Linked DNA regions of Xenopus laevis: region 1 is linked to region 2. The links are chromatin contacts, called in public Hi-C maps. All regions are on one chromosome and are shown on one strand. The core of a region is the stretch at or near the end of the contact, and the rest is flanking DNA. Distances in the headings are between cores, read along the strand shown.

What was found. A called contact is a pair of places that touch in the nucleus more often than the background predicts.
Region 1: a Hi-C map of the XL177 cell line shows a contact between it and region 2, with 5 times the contacts expected there. The contact joins the promoter of ltbp4.L here to the enhancer-like site in region 2. A contact is called at or near these places in 3 of 4 Hi-C or Micro-C datasets (the XL177 cell line, the XTC cell line and animal cap).

The regions. Positions count from the first base shown.
Region 1 is chr8L:69,468,483-69,474,710 of Xenopus_laevis_v10.1, reverse strand. ltbp4.L (latent-transforming growth factor beta-binding protein 4) reads left to right here and starts at 3,672. Exons shown (of 33, transcript XM_041572931.1): 1 at 3,672-3,743; 2 at 3,847-4,144. The coding sequence starts at 3,849.
Region 2 is chr8L:69,389,395-69,395,929 of Xenopus_laevis_v10.1, reverse strand. It overlaps ltbp4.L (latent-transforming growth factor beta-binding protein 4), which reads left to right. Exons shown (of 33, transcript XM_041572931.1): 33 at 967-2,541. The coding sequence ends at 1,115. Among protein-coding and RNA genes, the nearest start is that of akt2.L, 12 kb to the right of the region's middle. Within about 2 kb of position 3,254, at least 1 of the 7 cell types and tissues checked has an H3K27ac peak or open chromatin away from gene starts, as enhancers often do.

The DNA of each region.
Region 1 (6,228 bases), core at 2,423-4,922, 78 kb before region 2:
ACAAGTACCTACTAAAGTACAAATGTTTTTATAGTATCTATGTTTATTTTAATTATTGTACAAAAAGTAAAACTTACTTTTAAACAAATAGGCTTCAGGGGAGTTGTGGCATGCCAAAAAAGTATGGGATTTTATTGATTATGTGGAAGAGGTCAAATTATTTCATATTCTGTACTAAATTATACTAAGGGTCACCCTTCCTTGCCATTAATCTGCACCATTGTAAGATTAGAATAACAATACAATCCCAGCATCTGAATAGCAATGTGTTACTGGTGAGGAATAAATACCTTGCCTCTAGTAGCTAAGCATTAGTAACCAATACAAAGCAGTTTTTTATGGGAACTCATTGTATATATCCAATTTTTGCAAGTTTAAGTGTTATGAATGTGTACTGTGACATTGAGGTTTCTAAACAAACCTGTCTGCTTTAATGTGCATTATGTATGGCTGCTTTAGGTGCTTTAGGTATGGGCTGCTGAGAGTGTTTAAAGGAAAAAGGTTAACTTTCCCTCTTAGCAAGGTAATTAAAGGGGTTGTTCACCTTTAAATTAATTTCTAGTATGGCGTAGAGAGTGATATTCAGAGACAATTTGCAATTGGTCTAATTTTTTATTATTTGTGGTTTTTGAGTTATTTAGCTTTTTATTCAGGAGCTCTTCAGTTTGCATTTTCAGCAATTACCATAGCAACCATGCATTGCTTTAAATAAGAGACTGGAATATGAATAGGAGAGGGTCTAAGTAGAAAGATGAATAGATGAATAATAAAAAGTAGTAATAACAATTTATCTTTAGCCTCACATAACCTTTGTGACCCTCATTTGAAAGCTGGAAAGAGTCAGAAGAAGACGGCAAACAATTCAAAAACTATAAAAAATAAAGGTCAGTTGAAAAATTGCTTAGAATTGACCATTCTATAATATATTAAAACCTAAAAAATAGTTAACCTAAAGGTGAATCACCTCTTAAAGTGGCAGCTGAAGTTAGCGCTGCTACTGCCAGTAAAAGAGGCGTTCTTCCATACCTATGGGCTCTCTTATGTGACTGGAGGAGAGACATGGGTCTGGTCATTACCATGGTGTAAGAGGCTACTGGAGCCTGAAAAAGAGCCAATGGGCCAGAGAGGAGCCTGTGAAAGAGGCAGCCTGCAGAGAAGCAGGTGCTGTGACAGTTTGTGTGCACTGGTGCATGAGAAGGTGTCTCTCTGGACGGCAGCGGAGAATAGGAAGCTGAATGCCTATATTGTTTAGGGTGGAGAAACCCATGTCGATCGCAAGGAGTGAGGGTCAGTCATCTGTTTTACCAGAGACTGCAGAAACAGTTTTTTTATAAGTACATTTTCTGTTTGACTTGTACTGTTACTTGCCTCTAAATAAACCAATAAACAGACACATTAATCAATGCGTATACTGAAAGGCAAGGTTCTCATGGTTCCAAACCACCACATGGAACTTTGCTCTCCAAAAAAAAAAAAAAACAGCACTGCTTATGGCAAACTACTTCTAAATGTGACATCACTTAGAAGTTATGTAGTTCAGCGACACAATTTTATATAATCCTGCTTACATACCTGTTGCAGGTTGCTAGTTCCAGTGTGTGCTCTTGACTCGTTTCCAGTTACACTTGGCATACTTAGTACCCTCTGTGTCCTACCAACATCATTTTCATAATTACCAGCTTGATAGGGTCCCTGTTCTTAGGAACTGACTTGGTCTCTCTCCAGACTGTGACAGTGAGACAGCTATTCAACTAGTCCTCTGTCTAATGTGCAGTACTCTTGCTACCAAACTGATGTCTATAGTGTGAGTGGTGCCATTGCCTTACCTTGTGGGAGATTCCTTGTTTCATTAGGACCTGTTTATATCCTAGTATCTGAGAATCTGAGTCCTAGAATCCTAGTGCTGCTTCTCCATTTTGAATTGCCCTATGTATGATACAAAATGATATGAATAATACTTTAATATTTTGTTGATAAGATAGAAGACAAAGTACATGTTCAGCAGATCAACACCAGACAGACACATTTTATGCCTGCTGTAAAGACGATCAAATTATTATGGATTTGTACTGTTCCTCTGCTATTTGATCTATTACTGTGTTCAGTTCAGTGGAATTATTTGCTAATACACAGTGATAGCCCATAATTTCTTTATGCGTTCCACCCTCTTTATACCTCTGCATCACTGTAATATAGTTGGTTTATTTAGCATTTAAAAGTTCCTAGCATGTAGGTCAATCTCTCTCATGGGCAAAATTCAAGTACTGCCAACACAGTAAGTACATGGCTGTAGGGATCATTTTGAGGCATTTGTAATTTCTAATCTCTGAAGAAGAAATAGTCACAGGTGCTGGTGGATGCTTCTATATTGGTGAATAATTAGCCCAGCCACAAGAAGAGGTCAAGTCACAGAAAAAAAGCCTAGGAGGAGTGGAAGTCTGCTCAGCATTTTTTTCAAAGACACTTTTACTGCACCACTGAGAGAAGCGTAGGTGGATGAATGCATTACACAGATGGGTGATAAGAGAATGACTTTTTCTTTTCCAAATAAAAAGCCTTTATCCTTTCTTGCTGGACGTTGGAATGATGAGTCTGTCACTTTGAGAAAGGAGACAGTGATAATAAATGCCAGTAAAAGACTGTGCTGTCTGTCTATGCTTTGATGTGTAGAAATATTAAACATTCTTGATCCTGCTTATCCTACTTTAAAATGTCTTACTTAGTATATAATACATATAAAATAGATATATGCACTCTCATCATCTGCACAACAAAATATATTAGTCCAGACAGTGGCAAAACTAGATGTTTCTAGGCCCCACAGCAAAATAAATTTAGGGCCCCCAAAATATCCAGAGGTTGTCCTGTTTTACCAATATATATTACATGTACTCATTAATTAGGGCCTCATGGGGCCCCCTATACCTCCTGGGTCCCCCTGCAGCTGCAAGGTCTACTTCCTCTATAGTTACCGTAAGCCTCTGCCTCCAAACCTTCCTACAGGCAAAAATACAAATACTCAGATTTCCCTATAAATCATCCTAAAACAAACTGATGCCAAAGTGCCTGGCTGCTATGGTAAGCAACAGTAAAAAATAAATAATGTACCTCCAATAGCAAAGTACAGGTCTGGTATCCATTATCCAGAAACCTGTTATCCAGAAAGTTCTGAATTACAGACAGGCCATAGGCTCCATTTTACTCACATTTTTGATGTGATTTAAAAATAATAAAATGGTAGCTTGTACTTGATCCTACCTAATATATAATTATTCTTTAATGGAGGCAGAATAATCCTATTAGGTTTCATTAAATTTTAAATGATTTTTAAGTAGACTTTCAGTTTTTGAGATCCAAATTATGGAAACATCAGTTATCAGGAAAACTCCAGGCCCTGAGCATTCTGGATAACAGGTCCCAAACCTGTATAAGGATATTATGTCACCAAGGAGTCCCATGATTATATAAAAACACAAGGCCTTTCTTTAGCACTGCTGAATAATTGTTTAGTATGATAGAAGATGAAAAAAGCCCTCTCAGGGTGGCTTTGAGCCTGCCTTATTACACATGAAGAGAGAGAAGTTCTAGACTATTCCTTAATATATTAGATTTATTTGTAATGCTCTTTATTTGCCTCTTTGGTAAAATATTATTTTTGGTTGTGTTTTACAGAGACAACCTGTGTGGATCAAAATGCTGCTCTGCCCCGAGGACAGCACCTAAATCAGGGAAGTGTACCAGAGGTATGATTGGTAATTGTAAACCATTTTGGACTGTATGACAATCCATAGTACATGGATAAAACTGATTTTCAAGTAATTTTTTGCATTGCTTTTCTTTTTGCAGTTATGTGCATGCAAAAATGCAAAAATGGATGCCGTAAACTGCAGACTTGTGTATGTAAGAATGGCTTCAGGGGCACGCGATGTCAACATCAGTCTTTCCCTGGTAAATCTGAAACTGGAATCCCGAAGGCTGATGTAGTTATTCAATTCACTATGGTTCCAACTCTAACTCCTGCTATAAGCACAGCAGGAAGTACGGTCAACACAGACGTCTCAACTGCTGAACTAAAATACAGTGACCCAAAGGTGCAAATTCATTCAGATAAGAGCAAAACCTCGCTCAGATGGCAGCCTCTATCGTAAGTACCCATAATACCCTGGGTTTCTTGGAGCTGCTGCATAACCACCAAAGCATCAGCAAAGCACAGATTTTGTGGAATTCAAAAATTCCATAGCAGAGGGTACCATGTAAAAATAATCTTTTTTTATCAATGGTGCTTTAGGGTCTGATGCAACCCAACGGTCACCTCCGATCACATGGAGCAGGGCAATCAGAGGGAGCAAATAGTCCAGTTTCTCTCTCTGCACTAAAACAGTGTAGTTTACTGTCCATTCCTAAATATCCAGCCCTGCTATTTGCCAGAAAACCAAAACAGCTCACCTCAAGGAGACTCAGAAATCTCTTGGCATAAGGTCTGTACCCCAGTGTAGATAACCTACATAGCTACCAAAGCTATCAGATCCTATATTAAACAAAGCTCTGTCAATGAACCTTTAGGGCAGATCATTATCCTAAAGTTTACAGCAGAGCACTTTCATTTTATTAACAGTTTTGCTTTTGCCATATCTGCTTGAAATGTATGAAAATTCATAAATCTAGTGGTGTACCTTTAGATACATCATTCAGTAAGTTAGTGATCATTTTTTAGTCTAAAGATGCTGATAGCTGTAGTTCCTATTACATGAAAGACAACAAATATAAGCCAAGTGACACAATTTAAAAGCCTATTTTAGTGCTTAGCTACTTGAAACTAATCTAGTAATGGCAACTAGAAAACTTGCCTAGCTATTAAGAGGTACTAGAGCCAGGACAACTGACACAGATGGAGCACCAATATGCCAATACTATCTGCTTTGATACATATGGTGCTCCATGCAAGCTCAGGGGTATATAAACACAAGTTATCCCTGCAATTACCATCTGTCTTGAGCTGCTCCTTTTGTGCGTTGCATCTACAAGCAATGGCGTAACTAGATATTACAGGGCTCCACAAGAAATTAATTTTGAATTCCCTCGAAATTTTGTTACATTGACCTATTTTATCACTACTTATTGAAAATGCTCATTAATTGGTGCCCATCTGGGTTCTCTACATATTTGCCCTCCTCAATCTGCAGGGTTTGCTTCCTCTATAATTACACCCTTGTCATCAGGTGCATAATATGTCTATTTAAAAGGTATAAATTGTGTTCTATTAATCTATATGTAGAGCATGGACCATATCCCTACTCTACAGCAAGGCTTTGATGCTTCCCAAATGAATTACACTGGCTGGCCAAATTTCACAAAGGAAGTATATGATTGTCCCAAGAGGTCCAGGCATGTTGAAAAGCAGTTTTTGACAACCTTGCAGCATTACCCCTAGAAAAACAACAAATAAGGGGCACTGCCATCAAAATAAAGTTTGAAAATTTGGTGATGTATACTGAATTTAGAGTAGCACTTAAAAAATCAATTTACTAACATTTTCACAAAACAGATCTAAGCCAGTTACATCTGCACCAAATGAAGTATTAACATTTAATAGAAATAGGGAAGTATGCAAATAATTGCTATAATGACCAAAATAAATGAAACCATTAATAGCAACAAAAAAATATTCTCAGCTGTCTCCCAGATTCGCAGTCTGTGTAAGTTGCAGAAATGAGCAGCAGAGGGCCTCATTGTATAACTGCAAAGTTATTCATTCTCTTTTATAATAAACCAGTGAAGCTACTGAACCCTTACTGTTGTTCCCAGTGATACTTTTCTGTATTCTTCAACTATCCATTAAGTGACTTTGGCTCTTGCCATTATTGGGGATGTTTAACTGTATTGCCAATTCTTCCCAGAAAGAAAGATAATTATTTGGGCCGGGGGGGGGGGGGCAGAGGACAGTTGAGATACTGGAAGGTTTAAATGCAATGATACATTAGAGCATAGAGCATTTCCTGTGTGTGATAAAGTGCCAGATTCTTCTGCATTTTTGCACAATTATTCATCAATGGATCCAGAGCGGAAGGTATTTTTGGGCACTGTGACACCCAAAAGAAAGGATATTTCCGGTGGGGGACAAATAGATATTCAAGTTACAAGGGCTCCTCTCTGGGACTAGTACATAGCAGTCTTATCCCCACGTGAGCCTCTACTTACAATACATTATGGGACTTGGCCCCAGCATAC
Region 2 (6,535 bases), core at 2,005-4,504:
TGCTGCATAAAGGCACAATTCCTGCACATGTAGAGGGAAGGATGAATAAAACAGGGTCTGCGAAGGTTCAAGGGCAAGCTGAAAGATGAGGTCAAAGAGTGCAGAGCAGTTGATCCTCACATTCAATTGTTAAAGGGACAGTGTAACCCATGTCTAAGTAGGGCTGATTATACTTCAGCTTCTTGTAAATGCTCAGTAACTCACACTGGTACAGGGAGCGATGTTTGCTCTGATGAGGTAACATCACCCAGAAAAAGACAGAATGCTTGTTTGAATTTGGAAATAACTTTAAACAAAATGTTTTCAAAAAGGTGTTACAGCTGGACAGTAAAATAATACTGCAAAATGCAATAGAAAAAGAGTTGACATGTTGTGCCACAATATACTAGGCTGCTGGACGGCCGCCGAGTACTGCATGAGATGGGTCATGTATCATATCTATAGAAATAAGTCAAATCAACTGGACTTGCTTTGTTTTTTTTTTCTCTCGAAGACGTTTCACCAGTCATCCAACTTGCTTTCTCAATTCAGAATAACGTGTAAATAAGATCTTGCTTCGCTTTATATCCTCTGAGAATTTGGATGGCTGGTGAAACGTCTTCAAGAGAAAAAAACACAGCAAGTCCAGTTGATTTGACTTATTTCTATAGATATACCATGACATGGATGAATTAGAACTTTCACAAACCTCATGTATCATAGTTTTAAATTAAGATAAGAAATATTACCTTCAGGTTAAAATGTTAGATCTAAAGTTTGAGCATTAGCGTGTAATAAGAAAAGTAATGATAGGAACAGAAAAAAATGATCTTGTATCCTAAATATAAAATAGCTACAATCTAAATATGTGTGTTTTACTGTAAAAATATAATTAGTAGGAATATAAACCATGTTCTAGCAGCAATAAGAAATAAATTAATAAGTGACTAGGGAATAATAATCTTTCCTTTACTGATATTGTTATAGACATCAATGAGTGTGATGAAGCAGAGGATCTATCCATCTTGTGCCTAAATGGTCAATGCCGTAACACAGATGGATCCTATGAATGTGTTTGTCCCCGAGGCTATGTCCTCTCCCGCCATCACAACTACTGTCTCCCCATCCAGCAGTGAGCACTGCAGACATGATCCACTCTTCAAGGAACCAAAGACTTTCTACCATGCCTTTCTGATGCCTACTTTATCACATGGGCCACAGATCGACAAGAACCTGGCAAGAGGAGGCAATATATTTATTTTTATGTATATAGTTGCAAAGGTTTTATGGCCTACTCAGGAGAAATAAGTTGTGGGCAATGGAGGAGTGTCTGATAACCCTAAACCCTTTATCTTATACTATGTGTTAAAATCGGCCTTGGATATAAAAGGGACATTTGTCGATTATTAAATGGTATTTGTTTGACGGAAAGTAAAAACTGCACTGATTTAGCTTACTGAACCTGTCACATAGTCTATAGGTAACATATTCAAGTGAATACCAAACAGCCATCAATGTGTGGCTTAGCCTGGTTGAAGATATATTATATTAATGACATATAGCAGTCTAAATAAAATATTACTGATATGTGTGCAAGGTTCATGCAGTGCAATGTCCTTCTGAACTTCCAGCATTTATGTCCAGCCTGTGTTTTTCCTGAATCCCTATCCTTTTAAATAAATGATCAGGAATAGCAGTATGTTAACATTTATCTTTAACAGTTAAAATATGTTTGCTGATTTTTGCTCAACAGAACCATGAATTCAAAAAGCCACTGCAACCAAAATCAGTTATCTCCCACACTGGCCCATGATGTTTTTGATATTCTAATCTACAAATAGCAACCTGAAACAAAAGTGTGATTTTCTGACATCTTATATCAACAGCCATGCCCTCCAGAGCAGGGAAGTTATTCTTGTAAGGACCTTGACTGAGACACGTTATCTACCTGTGCCTCAGGCACCAAATATTATACTGTAAATTCTAAATAGCAGGAACATAATTTAGATGAATAATTCTGCCCACCAAATGTGGTTTGCAGCAAATATTATATACGCCCAAATATACAACATACAATCTTTTTGACAGGGTTGCCTCCAGCTGTAGTTTACCAGTAGCAGGCTGCAGACATACCCCTGACTTTATAATAAATTGTACCTATACACAAGATACATTCACTTAATTCCATTAAATATGTAACAGGACAGGCTTGATTATAACTAGCCTTCATAACTTTTGTATATGCCACTTCTCATGCACATTATTGAGCATTCAAGATTAAGTTGTTTTATGAAAATGAAATTTCCTGCAGGAATATCTTTGAGACCTTATGATTCACTAGTGCTAGCCAATAGGAACCACTCATTCCAAATTGGAAACTAACCAATGCCCACGCGTCCCAAGCATTCATAGTTACTATGCCTTTCTTATGCTTTTGAAAAGGATAACCACATTTCCTCTGTAAAAGACTGACAACTCTTTCTCACCTGCAAAAGTATATCTTTGTACACTTCCATTTTATAGACATTTTGAGGTAACAAACAAAATGGAATAAAAATGATTCTATATATTAAATAACCTGTGTGTGACATTTATGCAAATAAGCGGAATAAAGGGTAAATGTAAAAGTAACAATGACAGGAGCTATACAGTATAAATCATGGAGCAAATTAAGCTACAGTCTGGTTGAATGAGTCAACACAAAGGTTTTTTTTTTATACTACTGGATTCTCTTACTTGATCTCTTATACAGTATGGAATAATAAGTGACCACGGCGGCATGGCTATTCAAGATCAGGTGGTTTTATACAAAGGATAGAAATGTAATAGAATGCATCCCATATTCATTACCTTATTATAATTATCTTTACATCTTTATTTAACTGTGAGAGTGCAGTGGCCTACCAGCTCTATTGAGTTCTTTTCTTGTTTTTGCTCTTAGAGAAAAAAAATATATATTGCCCCTTGTAGATAACCCATGGAAAAAGATTATATAAAAATATAAAAATCTATTTTTGTGTATTCAGAAAAGGCCATGGCAGAGCTAAGATGTTGTCATCTATTCCACAAGCATCTCTGACAGCATATGCTTATATATGCTTTGGAAAGGTTTCCTAGTCTACTGCCGTTTTGCTTAGTGTAAACAGCTGGAGAGTGAAAACAGGAAAGCACCTGCTATTTTCTGCTGTTGTTCATTGGTGGGACCAGAGCACTAGTTCCTAGTAAACACAGAGCACTTACACTACGCACCCAAACAGGTGGGGTATTTCCACCTCATTAGGATATTGTGCAAATGTTGACTCTTGCTCATTCTTTGTGTGTGAAAGAGAGGTGACAGAGGGCAGGTTTAAAGTCATTATTATGTTGACTATCAGGGGGGAAAAAAGTAGGCAGAGATTTCAGATTTTACAAACATAGTGCACACAAGCAGAGTTTCAGAGAAGAACTAGCTTTTACTGATTCTGTTGAAATGTAAATGAAATAAAATCACCTTCTCACTTGAGGGCTTAGGCAGGATGACCTCCTGTTCTCTTATTCTGCTTCATCTAAAATATGTTATCCCCCTGAACCCTTTTTATAATCTATGATACATCAGGTCTTCATTCCTCCAAGCTAATACTTGGCTCTTTTAGGGACGTATTTATTAACACTGGAGACATGCTTCACCAGCTCATAGCTCATCAGATGTTTGCTTTTGTTTTTTAGCTTGTGGGTGACTTTATGGGCAGTTTGAAAAATAGTTTTGGCAATTAAGGACTTTTTATGGCAATGGCACACCAAGAAATTAATTGCCACCAATACATCTCTGCTTCTGCAAGAGACTAATATTCTGTAAAAACTTTCCCATAGGCAATAATGTGAATCGCTGGTGGTAAAACCCATGTGTCGCTTCAGTCTCTCAAAATCGCTAGAAGTTTCTTCTTGAGGCAAACTGTAAAGAGGCAATGGTCAGTTCAGGCAGCAGACAGGAGTTTTCAAGGACAGACAAGGGTCAAGGAACAGTATATCACACCCAGGAACTATCTAGAATAGAATAGTTCCTCCCAAAATCGCTAGAAGTTTCCTCTTGAGGCAAACTGTAAACAGGCAATGGTCAGTTCAGGCAGCAGACAGGAGTTTTCAAGGACAGACAAGGGTCAAGGAACAGTAAATCACACCCAGGAACTATTTAGAATAGAATGGACAAAGCGCCTTAAAATATTTGAATTTTGCACCACGTGCAATGACGTCAGACAAAGCACACCAAATAAAAGGAAGATGAGGCACATCATAATGAAGAGAGCATGTGCGACTAGGAAGAAGAACACAGAAGTCCCCTCCTCCCCACTAGACCAGCAGGTATTGTTACAGCTAGTAAATGCATATGCATGTATCAGGCACCCTGGTTTCTTGAAAAATTCTGCTATTTTTAAGGGCTAAAAGTTAAAAAATAAATAAACATATGATTTAACCCAACAGAGCCATGGAGCACACATAGAAAATAATGCTAACTGGCAGCTAAGGCTGCTTGGAAAATACTCCCTGCAATATCCATCAGTAACATTGTCTTGTGAAGAATCTCATTCCTTTATGATTTATTAGAAGGATATTAGGTATATATAAATAAATGCTCATTAAAATAAAAAAGAACAAAGGGAAGGTGTTGACTGTTATGAGGAGTAGATGCGTACCGTGCAGCAAATGTCCTCATCCTTTAGACCCATACCTACACAAAACTACACAAATTAAACCATGTAATAATTCCTCACTGCTCTAGCTCTCATATAGAGAGTCACTTTTATTAGAGGGTCAAATTTATTACAGAAAGGCCAAGGAACTGACATCCAAGGCAAATATGATCATTTCTAAATCATTCCAGCTTCTTTTTCACTTCAGCCCACTAAGAAACACATATTTTTAATAAAAATTGTCCTTTTTCTGGCAAGCTAATTTAAGACAAAGAAAACAAATATCCCAAGGGAAAGATATCATGTTTATTTGTCTGCATATTCCAAATATATATATTCTAATACCACATGTATAGTTGAAAGCAAAAGTTTGGACACCTTGCCAAATGAAATATTTAGTTAACTTTGTATGTGAGAAGTAAACAACTACTACAAGAATCCAAAAAAACATATTTGCAACTGTTACCGTACGGTTACATTTCATGTCACAAACATAAGCACTAAGAAAATAGTAACTGTGGCATGTGCAAATGTTTGGAGACCCTAGTAAATCAGAATTTAATTAATAATTAATCAATAACCCCTTTCAGAACAGATCACATCTTGTAAACGGCTTTTGTATCCACCTAAGAGCCTTTCCTCATTTCAGGGATTTTTGCCCACTCTTCCTTGCAGATTAGTAATCCGAGATACTATTGGGCCTTCTTGAATGCTTAGGACCTACCTATGGAGGTTTAATGACATTTAAGACAGTGGACTATGCAGGGCATTTCATAATGTTCAGCTTGCTTTTCAAGCAGCTTTTGGTATTCCAATTAACAGAAAAATCCAGGAATCAAGGTAAAAAAAACTCACCAATCAAGGCGTGGAGGTCCAAGTGCACATACTGTAGCCCCAGACATTACAGTTTATGACGCACATAGGGCCAGAACTAGGAGTAGACAGGACAGGCACAATGGTGGTGAGACACATGCCTCTTCTGTTGCCTACCCCTGGTTCAGGACCTTGACTGCTCATTGTTTAACTCCCTCTACCGAGTTTTGACAGCACTTGTTCATTTGTGTACATGTACTGTTCTATGGCCAGCATGTGCACATGACAGGGGGTGGGGTTGCCAGGCAGCTTGCCTAGGGTGTCCAACCATCTTGGCCCAGCATATATACCAAATTTCAAAAGAAGTAGGCTGGCATTCTGGAACATGTAGATAATGCAACACAGAAAAATGTAAAAGAGTCTCACATAAAAAGACTTAAGTTTTTAATGTCTCGATGGGCACTTATGGGTAATATTTACCATTGCAACAGCAATTCAAAAGTAACCTACAAGTTAGAAAACAAAAGATCTAACTGGTTGCTATGAGCAACAACACTGCAATGTTAGTAATTACGCTCCTTAGTCATATGCTAATAACATCCAGAAAGACAAAGCTAACCAATGGGCAAAGTAACATGCAAACAAAATCAATAAACTCTTATTGAAATACATGTTTAATACATATTTATATTCAGAAATTAGACTTTATTACTAGAAAGTACATAGTATGATATTCATGCATACACTACAGAAGACAAAGGATAAATGAAAAAACACTCCACTATTGTAGGCAATAATGAACACTACATGGCATTGGTTTTACTTTAGACAATTATCTTTAAAAATTTCCCCTTTATTGGAGCTCCCTATAGATCTGCTATGGTCTCTGTCATTGTTTCAAATGAGGGGTGGGTGTGTCCTAATGGTCCCTTCCAGAAGCACAATTGGAAGCGGATAGCCAATCTAGTAGCAGAACTAGTAGCGTTTTTGCAGAAATTATCAATAAATAAACGTGAAAACTACTTTTTTAAGCACATTCCTTCTATAATTAAAAACGTCTAATGTACTGGCACCGT